Linked DNA regions of Mus musculus: region 2 is linked to region 1. Evidence: chromatin contacts called from public Hi-C data. All regions are on one chromosome and are shown on one strand. The core of a region is the stretch at or near the end of the contact, and the rest is flanking DNA. Distances in the headings are between cores, read along the strand shown.

Region 1 (6,885 bases), core at 4,343-6,842:
ACTCAACACACACACACACACACACACACACACACACACACACACACACACCCTACCACATGTGCTCTTGAGTAATTGGTTGTGTAGTTTAGTTTTGAGTGTAGCAGAGGGGTCCTCATGGCACAGTCACCTGTGACTTGTTTTATGCTCTCAGCCTTATTCCTGATGCATTATTCTACAGTGTAAAATGTAGCTTGGGTTTATCCATTCACACTGCTGGATTCACTGGGTAGGTGTGACTCATCCTGTTCCCACATTGGGTCTGTAGGGGATTTCTGTTTTCTTTGATTGTCTGTGGATGTTGGCCAAGCTTTGCAGTGGCCTGTGTTTTTATTCACATCACTGGCACAGCCCTAGATGACATTTGCAAATAGAAATGATAAAAGTAATCAGTATATTTTTATCCCCCAAAGAGTTTTGCTCATGTTCATGTTTTACCAATAAGAATAATATATTCTATAATTTTCAGTGGCCATTCTGTCAGATTACATAGATTTGTTTCCATTTCTAGTTTGATTATTTCAAAATAATAGCAGATGGGTTTTTAATTTTCAAGTTTTTTTTAATCTCTGCATCAATCAGCTGATGACTCCTGTGTCTTCCAGGTCTAGGTTTTGCAGGGACTAACACTTTGCTTGCATTTAAGGACTTAATATTTTTTATGGTTTTAAGTGATGATTTAATTTTTGTATATTTAAACTTTTTCTTAGGAGTTTGTATATACTGTATTTTGATTCCATTCTTTCTCTTCCCTTAACTCCTTCCAGACCCACCTCTCTCCCTATCTAATCAACGTCATGTTTTCTCTTTCTTTAAGAAAAAAAAAAGGTACCCCCATTCCTCCCCAAAGAACAACAGAATCCCAACAATCGTGGAGTCTGTTTTGTATTGGCCTGCTACTCCTGAGTGTTAGGCCTGTTCTGGAGTGTGGTTGAGTGAAGAAAACTGATTTTCCTTCTTGCAACTATCAATTGCAAATATGCTTCTTGGTTATAAGTGGGAGTTGGTGCCCACTTCCCCTCCTCCATGCTGGGTGTTTTGTATTCTATTTCTGGTAATTCTAATACATGAAGCCTTTAGTAGTATAAATCTTTTCCAACCAGAGGCTTCTTGCATATGTTGTGAGATCAATATGAATCACACAGATGAAAGTTTTGTTAAGTCTTTGTTTTTAGATGGATTTGTTTCAGCTATGGACAGGACTTTGGGAGTGGTCTCATTTAGAACTACTTTGTCTTCCTTTGAGGATTACTAATGGGGCCTCAGGATGAATGCCCACAACTTCCTGAGGGTAGAGCTCAGGGGCTGGAGGGACCAGATGTCTGTCCATTCTAGTGCTGGCATGGGACTTAGCTCTTTGGCTCCAGCAGTCTTCCTTGCTTGAAGATTACAGATCATTCCTCTACCCCCATGTCCTTTCCGTTTGTTTGTTTGTTTGTTTGTTTGTTTTGTTTTGTTTCTGTCTCATCTCTTACCTTTTTTTGTTTGTTTGTTTGTTTCTGAGTCCTCAAAACCATGCAATGATTTAAGAGTAATATGTGTTCTTGTTTCTCTTGGAACTAGTTGTCTCACACGTGGGAAGCCTTCAGAAGCCCGAGTCCTCACCTTCCCACAAAGGAAGTCTGATGCCTTCCTTCTTGTCTAGAAACTCTGCACAAGGGAGGGAGCTCTTAGTGATACATTGCTATTTACAGAGTCAGTTGCTTATATAGAAGAACAAATATATGTTATTCAAAGCTCCATAAAGCTTTCCCTTTGCATAGTAAATATGAGTGAATGATGAACTTGCATTTCTTTTGTTTATGTTCTATGCTCAGCTCTAGCTTTACAAGTTAGGTTGTAATTTGTATGGTTCATTCTGGGCACTAAGCAACTTCATCGCTGCTTTCTATATTAGAAGTGGTTTATGAGAGTTCTGAGGTGAATACTCAACAATGTAAATAATTGAGAAAGGCTTCCCTTAGAAGAGGTAGAGTTATTAGGATGGTAAATTACAGAAGTGACCCTGCACAAGGATATTCTATAAATAAGAATTGGATTGGAAGAAGGTGGATAATTAAGAGAGTTAGAGAGGCATGGAGCAAGACTGTGTAAGAGAGCTACATCTTACCTTAGTAAGGGACAAAGTGCGAGGGCAGCTTTGGAAGTAGGAACAGTAGTTTTACAGTGTAGCAGACTGCCAGACAGTACAGTGTTCTGGTGAGTGAGTGATGGGCAGGTCGTAAGTTTCAGGGTGTGGAGGGTTGTACAGAGATGAGATCTGTTTGTCTTTACCCCTGGTGGGAGCACATGAACCTCTGGAAGGTGACCTGGCTCCGTCTACTTGTAGTATCACTTAGGATGCCTGCTCCTCTTGCTTCATGGGGATGCTTCTCATTCTTCTTCTTTACAATTTGTTTCATTGTTATTGTGGTTATGCCTAGATTTTTATTCTTTTAAAAACATTTATGTATCATTGCCAGATATTTCTAGATGTAGGATCTCAGAACATGAATTAAATGCTATCTGACATTGACCAGAATCTATTTCACAAGGGCCGTCCTGTTTAACCCTTCTGAAATAGATGACGTCTTTCTAGGTTTGTTTTTTTTGCGTTGGTGGTTATGTTGGTGGTGGTCATATGTACGGCTTTGACGTCTGAGCTACATTCTCTGTATGTCTCAGTTTTTAAAGATTTTATTTTTAATTATGTATGCATATGTGTGTGCATATGTGTATATGAGTCTGTGTGGGTTCATGCATGTGACTGTAGTACCTGTGAAGGCCAGAAGAGCCCATCAGATCTTCTGGAACTTTTACTAGATGTGGGTACTAAGAACTGAACTCAGGTCTTCAAGAACAGTATGCATTCTTAGTTGCTGAGCCATCTCTCCACCTTCATTTCTCAGCTTTTATAGAAGACAGGTGGGGAGGTCTGTGGAGTTAGGCGACCTTTCACAAATTGCACATTTATCAGGTAGTAACTCATAGAATTTACACTTGTGTTCTTAACTCTGTGGTAGTTACTTGTACAGTGGAATGAGGGGATGTTTAACTGGCTGAGGAACCTGAAGACTGGGCCTCAAGCTCATATTGTCTTCTCTTGAGAACCACCTAGATGCAGCCCCCAGGAGGTTATTTTAGTGATACCTAAGATTTGTTAATTAGGTGTGATCAGGCACCCTGATAGGAAAATGACTGCAATGAAGGAGAGGTTTTAATTATACTTGTTCTTGCCTTAAAGCTGGAGACATGTCACAGAGGGTCTTAGAGGTCACCCAGAGGTGAAATCAGCAGGTACAGAGAAAATTGAGGGCAGGAGTCTTTATTATGTTTAAAAAAATGGTCAAGACAAGTATACTAAGCTGAATTTAGGGTTATAGAGTTGAACCATTTGAGCTGACTCTAGGCTGGTTGTTCATATCCGAGTGATTCAGGAGGCTCAAGATTTGGAGAGCACAAGAAAGAATTTGGAATTAGTTGGTCTTAGGCCCTTTCTAGAAGAATTAGCTAACCCAAGGAGGGCCAGTTCTTCCCTTTAGAAAGGCCATAGATGTCAGACCACCAAGAATATAGAAAATAAGAAACTACCCTAATAGAAGAGCAGTCTGCTACCTTGAATGCCATCCCTTTCCAGCAGAGAAGTTGTATGGTTTAGAAGAAGCCTATTGTCAAGAAATAAGAAAACTTAAAATTTGATAGCAAGAAATTTCTTCACTCACCTATACCTGATTAAAACACACAGAGAAGAGGTTTCATTTACAGAGCCTGTGTGTGCTGTCATTGAACTTGTATACACTCTCCCTGCCAAACTCACAGACATCACAGAGTCTGAAATTATGGCTAAACACACTTGATTTTCAGAATCCTTATTCTAAATTTTATCAAAATTATTTCCCAGATTATACTATTTAAATCTTGCCATTATCCTTCTAGACACCCAAATGCTCTTTCTAGTCTGTAAAATGAGGCTCAGCTGGTCTGTCCTTCCCTCTCCCCAGGGGAGTCCTCCTCTGGAGAGCAACTCCCTCAGTTCCAGGCCACTTTGCCAGGTGTGTTTCTTCTCTGCCTGTTAAGCCATGTGCCTTTCTTTGCAGGGGCTTTAACCCTTTTCTTACCACCACTCTTTTACTGCTCAAACTCACTGAATAAATTCTGGTAAGTGTTGCTGGGATGAGGGATGGGGAATGCTTATTCTTCTAGTGAACTTGTGTAATAAACCATAGTGTGTGTGTTATTCCTTAATGTGGCTATGCCTTAGCCTCTTAATGAGGCCATAAAATTCCTCAGCCTAGCAGTCATTACTTTGTACTTGCTAATATTTATTGTTGAATTAAAGTCTCTTAAATTCTCAACCTCTGTTCATTGTAGTTATTTGGTACTTTTGTGTTAATAGCATTTTCCCCCACCTAGAACAAGCTAGATGGAAGAGACAAGGCTCAGATATGTCTGGGTCTAGATCGGCTTTGACAGCATTAAGCTGATGATTTTGATAGAGGTACCTACCTTCTTTGCTTTGGCTTCCAGGCCTAGAAATCAGGGGGTAGGACTAGTGAGCCTAGAAGTCACTTACAGGTCTGTTAACCCTCAAAACTGTAACTGCAGCTTTGTTTGAAGTGTCTACAATTTTTTTTAAATGTTTGAACTCTGGTTAGCCTTTTAAAATTACTTATTTTATGTATGTATGTATATATACCATGTATAGTGGAGAAGCTATGGAGTTTCCAGGCTACTACACCTGAAAGGTCATTCCTCTTTGTTAAACACAGGGTTAGATTTTCACTTTACTGTAGGTCTGTCCTTATGGGATTGGAGACTTCCAAGAATTAGGGTTTTACTGTAGTAGATTTCCTAGGCTTCTTAATAGTCCCAAGGTGCTATGGCTGTGGCCTCAGCATTGCTTGACTTCCATGGAGCAAGGAAACATGGCTTCAAAGCAGCTTTTTGGAAATATAAAATTGAAAAGTCATGCAAATTTCATTCTTTTGTATTCATGCTTTGGGATGAAAATGCCATTAATATAGCAGTAAATCAAATTACTTGGTCCCGTGTCTCTCCACCACACCTTATAGACTCATCCTTTACCCCCGCCTCCAAGCTAAAGGACATGAATTCCTCGTTCCAGGATAGGTCATTATGTCTCTTCTCTGTCCCTTCTTTGGTGGTCTGGGAAGCACTGAAGTGAGAGGTAAATTGCAGCAGGTGAGCTGCACAGTGGGTACAGGTGATGCCTGGGCCTTTTGAAAGGCACACAGATGAAGGGCACACAGATGAAGGGCATGAATAACCACAGGCACGGGTGTCTGCATTTCCCTCAGTACGCAGGGTGGCATAAGTACGTTATCTTCCCTCCCCAAAGATTGTGGGGATGCTGGATCAGAGCCAGGGCGTTCATTTGCAAAGCCTTGCCCACAGCTGTGTTCAGGAGTTATTGTATGACCGCTGGTGAGCCTAGGGCTGCAGTAGGTTTTACATGTCACTTTAGCAGATTTCCATGGTGGGTTTCTTCCTCAATGCTCAGGTGAGCTTTGTAGAGAGAATGAGTTTAGCTTCTCATGATTTCTCCAAGTAAGGAAAAGAGACTTTCAACTTCTTTCCTGAAATCGGTCACATGGCTTGTCCCAGCACTGTGTTAGGAGCTCTGCAAGTAGGGTGAAACCAAAGTCTGGCTTTCATTCCTCTGACACTGCTTTGGATTTGAGTGCCACCCCTAGCTTGATTGTTGATTTTATTACTATCTCTTCTTGGTGCATGCATTTACTGGATACTAAATCCAGTAAATACTAAGGGGCATGTTAAAACATAGGATTCAGGTCTCTCTCTCTCTCTCTTATCATAGTTATTCTGATGTCTGTTTTTGTTTGTGAACTGAACAAACTGGAAGATAGAAAAGATATAAATGTTTAGCTTATTTTGGACATAATTTGCTTATTCTATTGTGCTATATTAATAGTTTGAATTAGAGGACCAAGGTCTGAGGTGAAGGTATTTGTTTTCAGTGGATAAGTTAACTGCCACACTGCAGGACTGCAGCCTCTCTTATGATTTGGGATCTCGAGGTGAGAAACTTGGGATTGGCCCAACAGAGTGTACTGAATTACTCAGTTCACCTTGGAGGAAGGGAACCTGGAGACAAGACGTTTGTGGAAGTCTGAAATTACATTCTTGTGATTGATTATCTGCCTTAGCAAGGTGCCTTACCCACCCCATCGTGGTAGCAACTGACCTGTGGTAACTGACACCCTCAAAGAAGATCACGTAGACGAGAGATAGGAAATGTACACACGAATCCTTTCGAGATAATAGAAGAGAGCGCACATCAAGACTTAATGGCAGGCCATTCACAATAACAAGTTAGCAGGTGGTGTTATGGTCGAACAGAGCACGTCTTCTCCTTTTACAATGTTCTCACAATAATGTAGAGACCTAGTTTGTATGAATTGGTTTCTTTTTAAAAAATATTCGCTTAGAAGAGAGCTGTACAGGTGCTTGCTGTTTTGTGTGTTTTCGCTGGCTTGTTTTGTGTGGTTTATAACACAGTAGCTGTTAGAGAGCGACATCTAGTGTTTGTGCAAGTGACACTGGGTAGGAAGGAAAGAGCTAGCTTGAAGCCTTCCTTCCCTGCAGCTAATCCTTAGAGCAGGGACATTTACTGATGACAGTGTGGCCAGTCCCACAATAGCCTACAGGTCTGTAGTACATCTAGTGTCATTTCAATCTTAAGTTTCTGAGGTGGCAGCAACCAAGCATTGCATGCATGCTCTGCTGTTTCTGTCTCCTTCCCTATGCAGATTCTCTCAAAGTGAATTTTTTTTTAAATAAAAGAACGATATGGAAAGGAGAGCCAATTAGATATGCTAGTACAAAATAGAAGAGGATGAAAGACATATAGATTTTAGCCAAAAA
Region 2 (6,435 bases), core at 1,740-4,239, 130 kb before region 1:
CTGGGTCCTCCTGTATCAAGTAACAACCAAGAAATTTCCCCATATACATTTATTATTATTATTATTATTATTATTATTATTATTATTATTGGTTGTGGTGGTTTCCTCTTCCCAAGTGTGTCAAGTTAACCAGGATTAGCCATCACATGCTAACCCAGTCTACACAGTGAGTTACAGGATAGTGGAGTTGTACAGTGAGACTGTCTGAGAGAGAGAAGGAGGGAGGGTGAACCATAGCAGCTATCTTTTAATTGAGGGGGGAAAAATGTTCTAAGGTAGAAATGAAGAGTGGATGGTTGGTAGGCATGTTGAGAAGTCTCAATTCTTCATTTTAAGAAATGCAGATTTTTTTTTAGGTCATGGTGTAACAGCCTCAGCAAGAATGAAGGGGTTATAACAACTTGTGCCCCACCATTTGGCTACTGAACTGTTGAAACAATGGCCACCAACAAATTGGAACATCCCCCAGAGCTACATGCTGGTAGAAGGAAAATCCTGAAGCCTGCTGCCAACCAGAGCAGGGTCTTGTCTCCCAGAAGGAGATTTTACACCATTCTAACAAGCTGACTGAAAGAAAGATGAAATTTCAAGACCTGTAAGTCATATAAAAGACTCAGAAATTGCTGGTTGTTTGTGAGCCTAGAGGCTGCCCGGGGCTGAGAAAAAAAGAAAAATAAACCCATGTATGCCCCGTAGTTAAAGCATTCCTGGGGGCAGCTTGACCATAAAGATAAAGAGGAATATGAGGACATAACAGGGCTATCTGAACTGAGTCAACAACTCACAGAACTCTGACACCTTGCACGTACATGTAATTTTTCTGCTGATGATTGAATAAGCCAATAGTGTGTCGCTATGCTGAATTCCCCACCCCTAAGCCCTTTACCCCATAAAAACCCCTAGCTTTTGAGCCTCATGGTTGACATCCGTTATCTCCTGTGTGGGATACACGTCAGTCCAGAGCTCCGTCATTAAACTACCTCGTGTAATTACATCAAGACGGTCTATTCGTGATTCTTTGGGTGCACGCTGGATTGGGAATTGAGTGGGGGGTTTCCCCACTAGGTTCTATCATTTGGAGGTTCCACCGAGATCTGCGTGACACCCAGGAACCCCGAAAGACCCCTTGGAGGTACGTTTGTTTGTGTGAGTCTTGTATGTTGTCTGTTGTCTAAGTGTCTAAGTGTGGCACCGCTGAATTTGTGTCTTGGTTTTTCAGTTCTGGGATTGTGGGTTCGAGTCCCGCCTGGGTTCCTAGTTCTGGTATTCTGTATTCTGGTAGCTGCCACTGTGGACCGGGAGGATCTAGTGGCTGCGGGAGGAAGACGTCCTAAGGCCCTACAGGCTGCAACCCTGGAAGACATTCCACGGGTGGAAGGGGGTGGAAGCAGAGTCCTCCCCCCCCCAACCCCCCAGTCAGGAAGGAAGTCATGTGGAATCTGACCCCTGTCAGGAAGTCGTGTTTGGCTGATTGTATAAGTCCAGGCATGGATGAGTGTGCTTAGATATATTGGTGTCTTTTTTTTCCTCTGTTGCTGTCTTGTTTTTGTTTGTGGTTTTCATCATGGGACACAGACACTGTACATAGGAGATAAATTGGAATCCCTCCCTGCCTGCCTGACTGACTGTATGTCTGGGTGTCTGTCTGTCTGTCTTGTTCACTTGTGTGTCCTCCATTAGACCACCTTCTGATTCTGTTTTGCTTTTGGTTTGTCTGGTTTCAGGTATGGTTTTGGTTCCAAGGGATTGACTGATTATCTTGGTTTGGTTTTAGGCCGGTCTCAGGTTCTGGGGGCCTTCCCACGGAGAGGTCCATTTGGGTTGGTTGCAGTGACAGTGAGACATGTCAAAACGTTGCAGGCCACAACGCTGGAGGATGCTCTGGTGTCAAGCTGGGAAGTTAGATTTGAAACAGTCCTTCTCAACCCAGCACCTAGGGTTCAGTATATGCCTGGAACAGATAGTGTCAGGCTTCTCTGGAAATCACGTGTAAGACACCCTGTATTGGTCTTGCTTGTATTTGTCATTTCTGTGGTACTGTGATTCTATGGTGGTTGCCTGAAAACGGTTTCTATGTGTGTCTTGTGTGTCTCTTTGTGTTCAGACTTGGACTAACAACTGACAACTGTTTTTGAGTTATGCCCTCTGGAATAAACCTAAGAATCCTGTCAGATCCCTATGCTGACCACTTCCTTTCAGATCCTCAGCTGCCCTGCCTCCCACTCCAACTCCAGGAAGCAGCCAGCGGGTCACAGTGGTCCCACCCATGGACCTAGAGCCTAGGGAGAAATGAGCTCGGGAAACCCGGAGCAAAAGAGGGGTGGTCCCTGAGAAGTCAGTGGCCCTGGATGTTGTGGCTGCTGAAGGGGACATAGAGGAGGCTGTGGGAGTGGCCCTCCCCTCCATGACCAAACCCGTCACAGTTCGTGGCTAAAAGTAAAAGGCTAGCAAAAGGGGTGCTAACACAGAAGCCGAGTCCTTGGAAGAGGCCAGTGGCCTACTTGTCGAAGCAGCTAGAAAAGAGACTGTGTTTCATATTCCCCCACCGACCAGTGCAAAACAAGTTAGAAAAGTTCCTGGGCACTGCGGGCTTTTGAAGACTGTGGATTCCAGGTTTTGCTGAATTAAAGAGATAAACAGCCCTATGCCATCAAGACTGCCCTAATGTCGTCCCCAGCTTTGGGCCTCCTAGATGTGACTGAGAACAAAGGTATTGCCAAAGAGGTTCTTACTCAGATATTGGGGCCCTGGAAAAGAACTGTGGCATACTTGTAAGAAATTAGACCTGTGACTGTAAGATGGCCTGCTTGTCTGAACATAGTGGCTTCTGGTGAAGGACGCAGATAAATTGACTCTGAGACAAAACTTGGTGCATGACCTAGAAAGTGTGGTCTCTCAGCCCCACTGACCGATGGCTGACTAACACTCTTGAAAACTTTATCCAACCATTCCCCTGACCGATGGACACATTATCAGAGCTTTTTGTTGACTGAACGAGTGGCCTTCGCTCACCCTGCTGTCCTCAATCTCGCTACCCTACTGCCTGAGACTTCACCTACTCATCACCGCGCTGACATTCTGGCAGAAGAAACTGACGCTTGAAATGATCTGAAGGATCAGATCAGCCTTGGCCTGAGAGTTCGAGCTGGTACATGGATGGCAGTAGCCTTGCAGTTGAAGGCAAGTGGAAGGCAGGGACAGCAGTGCAGTGGTAGACAGAAAGCTGAACTTGTGGGTCACTAGACCTCTTTATTCCTCATTTCAATGTGGACACGTTGTGGTGGGAAATCTCCCTTTTTCTGCTTTTTGTTATTACCTTTGTTTAATTGGTATATGGAGGACAGGGAAGAGAGAGCCTGGCTTGTTCAGCTGCTAAAATCCAGGTTCTGACCCTAACAAAATCATTAACAGTGAGGGATCATTGGTGAGTTCTGAGTAGAGGAGGGAGGTGGTTCGGTATAGAGGGGGGAAGGTGGCAGAGCAGCTGGAGAGGAATGAGCACTGTAACTCTGCAGTAGGATGCCACAGAAACAAACATGTACCTTAGCCTCCAAGTGCTGGGAACCCCAGGCTGCTGGATGGAGTGGCTTTAACAAATACCTGCCCTCAACTTCAAGACTTGAGGTAACCGTCCAGTTAACTGATAACATCTAGGCTGAATACGAAAAATGATGCCAGCATTCCTTAGTCATGTTGCCTCATTACCATGTCATGTTACATATTTAAAACAAGCAGCGTTGTGTGAAAACAAGCAACGTTATGTGACCGGAGAATCGCCTGAGTGAGGGACACCTCTCCTAGAGGACCTTCTCACAGAAAGAACCAAATGAATCACTGAAGACAGGTTAATGGGGTTTTAATGATCCCCGGGTACGGGGAAAATATAATGCACCTTGCAAGAAGGGACAAGGCCATCAAGTCAGGAGAGCAAAGAAGCTTCAAGTCTTGGGCGTGGTTCTTATTGAGATTGGAATGAAACTGTATTCTGCCCAGGATGACTTGAAATCTGTCCTCCATCTTGTCAGACCAATTGAGGAGGAAACAACTAACTGCATTCCATTAGCGTTGGCTTAACTGCTCAGTCAGCTGAAGACTGGTCAGTGTAGCCCACACTTGGATGAGTGTTTGATGTAGGAGATAGCTAAGCACATTCATTGAAGAATTTACTCTTAGGCTTTGGGCCAGGGAGGCACAGCTATCCACTGCCATCAGTTTGCCTTTTAGCCTGTGGCTGTTTTAAAGCCCCTGCCTCTTGGCTTCTGCCTAATGTCACAGTTACAAGTCCCCACTGTTCTTCTTGTTTGTGTTCATCTAAGCAGCAACAACCACCTGAAGGGGTTATCCTGTGTAGCCATCACTGGCACTAGCACTAGCAGCAAACTTCTTGACTGATTCAAATTTCTTCTTTGTGTGCAGTTCTAGCTTTTTATTTTTATTTTTTTAACTGTCAGCTTCTAAGGTGGGAAAACACACATTTGAAGTATTGCCACTTTGAGGGGTTGCCTTCCTGCTCAATTCCTTAGTTCCATACCTTCTGAAATAATTTTCTTCTCTGTTCTTTACATTCCAGTTCTGTTTTTTTTGTTGTTGTTGTTGTTTTGTTTTGTTTTATTTTGTTTTGTTTTTGCTTGTGATAGAGTCTTGTTATATAACCTAGATCCACTCACTTCAAACTCAAGATTCTCCAGAGGTCAATTGTGAGGTGTCTTCCTCTATTGCTTTCTGCCTTTATTTATTTATTTATTTATTTATTTATTTATTTATTTATTTATTTATTTATTTAGCGACAGGGCTTCTCTTTGAACCCAGAGCTCATCAATTGGGCAGACTGGTTAGATTGGCTGGCCAGCGGGCCCCAGTGATCCACTCACTCTCTCACTCCGCCTCCCCTGTGCTGGAAGTACAGGAACGCACTGCCACACCCATCTTAAACTGGATGCTGAGGATCCCAGATGAATTCCTTGTGCTTGTGAAGAAAGCGCAGTACCCACTGGGCCATGTCCTGAGCCCAGGTGTCCTCTCATTGAATCAGATTGCAAAGCCTCTTAAATTTGAGTAGTGGACAAACTGACTTGGGGTTTTGTCATCCTTAGCATGCTGGCATTAACTCACCTGGAACCACGTTTCTGTCAATGAGATGTTCACGGTCTTCACACCTGAAAAAACCAAAGCCCATCCAAGCAAGATGAAACACTGAAGGGGCAGATGAAGCATATCGCCCAGCACAGACTTCACGGAAACCACAGTGGACTCATTGTTGATCCAATGGCATAACTAAATAAAGTCATTGTGACATGCTCTGGGTTTGTGACCATTATATAGCTGGGTTGGAAATATTGGTAATTTTGAGATCCTTTTAATGATTCCCAGAGAAAAAGGGACAGAGTATTTGAAATTGGAATTGTTTTGTAAGCAGCTTTGACTGCCTGGCTTGACTGTCTACGACAGGAATGTTCAACAAGTTTAGGGTTTATGTTAGAACTGCAAGAATGTTTTCTTTATGACAGGACACATAAGTGGCAAGATTTAGTTTATAGTGATCGATATTAAAAGAAAAAAAAGCTGGCACTAGGAAGGGAAATGACTTGAAATGACCTCTTTGTGGGCTATGGAGGAGCCTTTGCAGGCTTCTGCCCAGGAGTGGGGGTCTCTTGTTGACTACTTACAGAAGGGGAGATGACGTAAAACCTCACCCTTGCCCCAGACTCATTCCTTCACAGCAGTGTGGCTTACTTGCTTAAGCCTCATGAAGATATACTCTTTGAGGATCTAAAAGCCTGATTTATCGGAGGGACACTAGGGAGATGGCTTAAATAAAGCCTTTGCACAGAGAACATGAGGCCTGGAATTCAGGTCCTCAGCACCACATAAATACCAGGTGGGCATGGAGGCCTCCCTGTAATCCCAATGTCCAGCAAGCTGCATAGGGTGACCTGTGAAGCTCTGGGTTCTACTGAGAGACCCCGTTCCACATATATACACATGCACATACACCACAGACACGCAAAAACAAGCAAACTCAGTAAATCCTGGTTTTACACAGATGTATTGGTATAGGCCTACAATCCCAGCTCTTATGAGGCTGAGGTCAAAGACTGTGAGTTTGGGGCCTGGAGAGATGGCTCAGGGGTTAAGCGCACTGACTGCTCTTCCAGAGGTCCTGAGTTCAATTCCCAGCAACCACATGGTGGCTCACAACCATCTCTAATGGGATCTGATGCCCTCTTCTAGTGTGTCTGAAGACAGTGACTGTGAACTAAAATAAATTAAATAAATAAATCTTTAAAAAAAAAACACACACTCCAGGTGGATTTCCTTAAAAAAAAAAAATTGTGAGTTTGAGCCTACCTGGGCTACGTAGTGAAACCTAGTGGGGCTGGGGCAGGGCACAATACCTCAACCCCCAAACAAACAAAATTCCTTGTTCTCTTCTTT

What was found. Hi-C and Micro-C count contacts between places; a contact is called where the count stands out from the background.
Region 2: a Hi-C map of liver shows a contact between it and region 1, with 2.5 times the contacts expected there. The contact joins two enhancer-like sites. A contact is called at or near these places in 34 of 484 Hi-C or Micro-C datasets (3T3-L1-derived adipocytes, the AML12 cell line, the AtT-20 cell line and 22 more) and 4 of 115 datasets of contacts at active chromatin or transcription factors (all in embryonic stem cells).

What each region holds. Positions count from the first base shown.
Region 1 is chr2:146,469,583-146,476,467 of GRCm38.p6, reverse strand. The region is part of intron 3 of Ralgapa2 (Ral GTPase activating protein, alpha subunit 2 (catalytic)); the gene reads left to right. Among named protein-coding and RNA genes, the nearest start is that of Ralgapa2, 39 kb to the left of the region's middle. Within about 2 kb of position 5,592, at least 14 of the 459 cell types and tissues checked have an H3K27ac peak or open chromatin away from gene starts, as enhancers often do. A contact at or near this core is called in liver, where this site is marked.
Region 2 is chr2:146,596,290-146,602,724 of GRCm38.p6, reverse strand. No RefSeq gene overlaps it. Among named protein-coding and RNA genes, the nearest start is that of Gm52577, 24 kb to the right of the region's middle. Within about 2 kb of position 2,989, at least 2 of the 459 cell types and tissues checked have an H3K27ac peak or open chromatin away from gene starts, as enhancers often do. A contact at or near this core is called in liver, where this site is marked.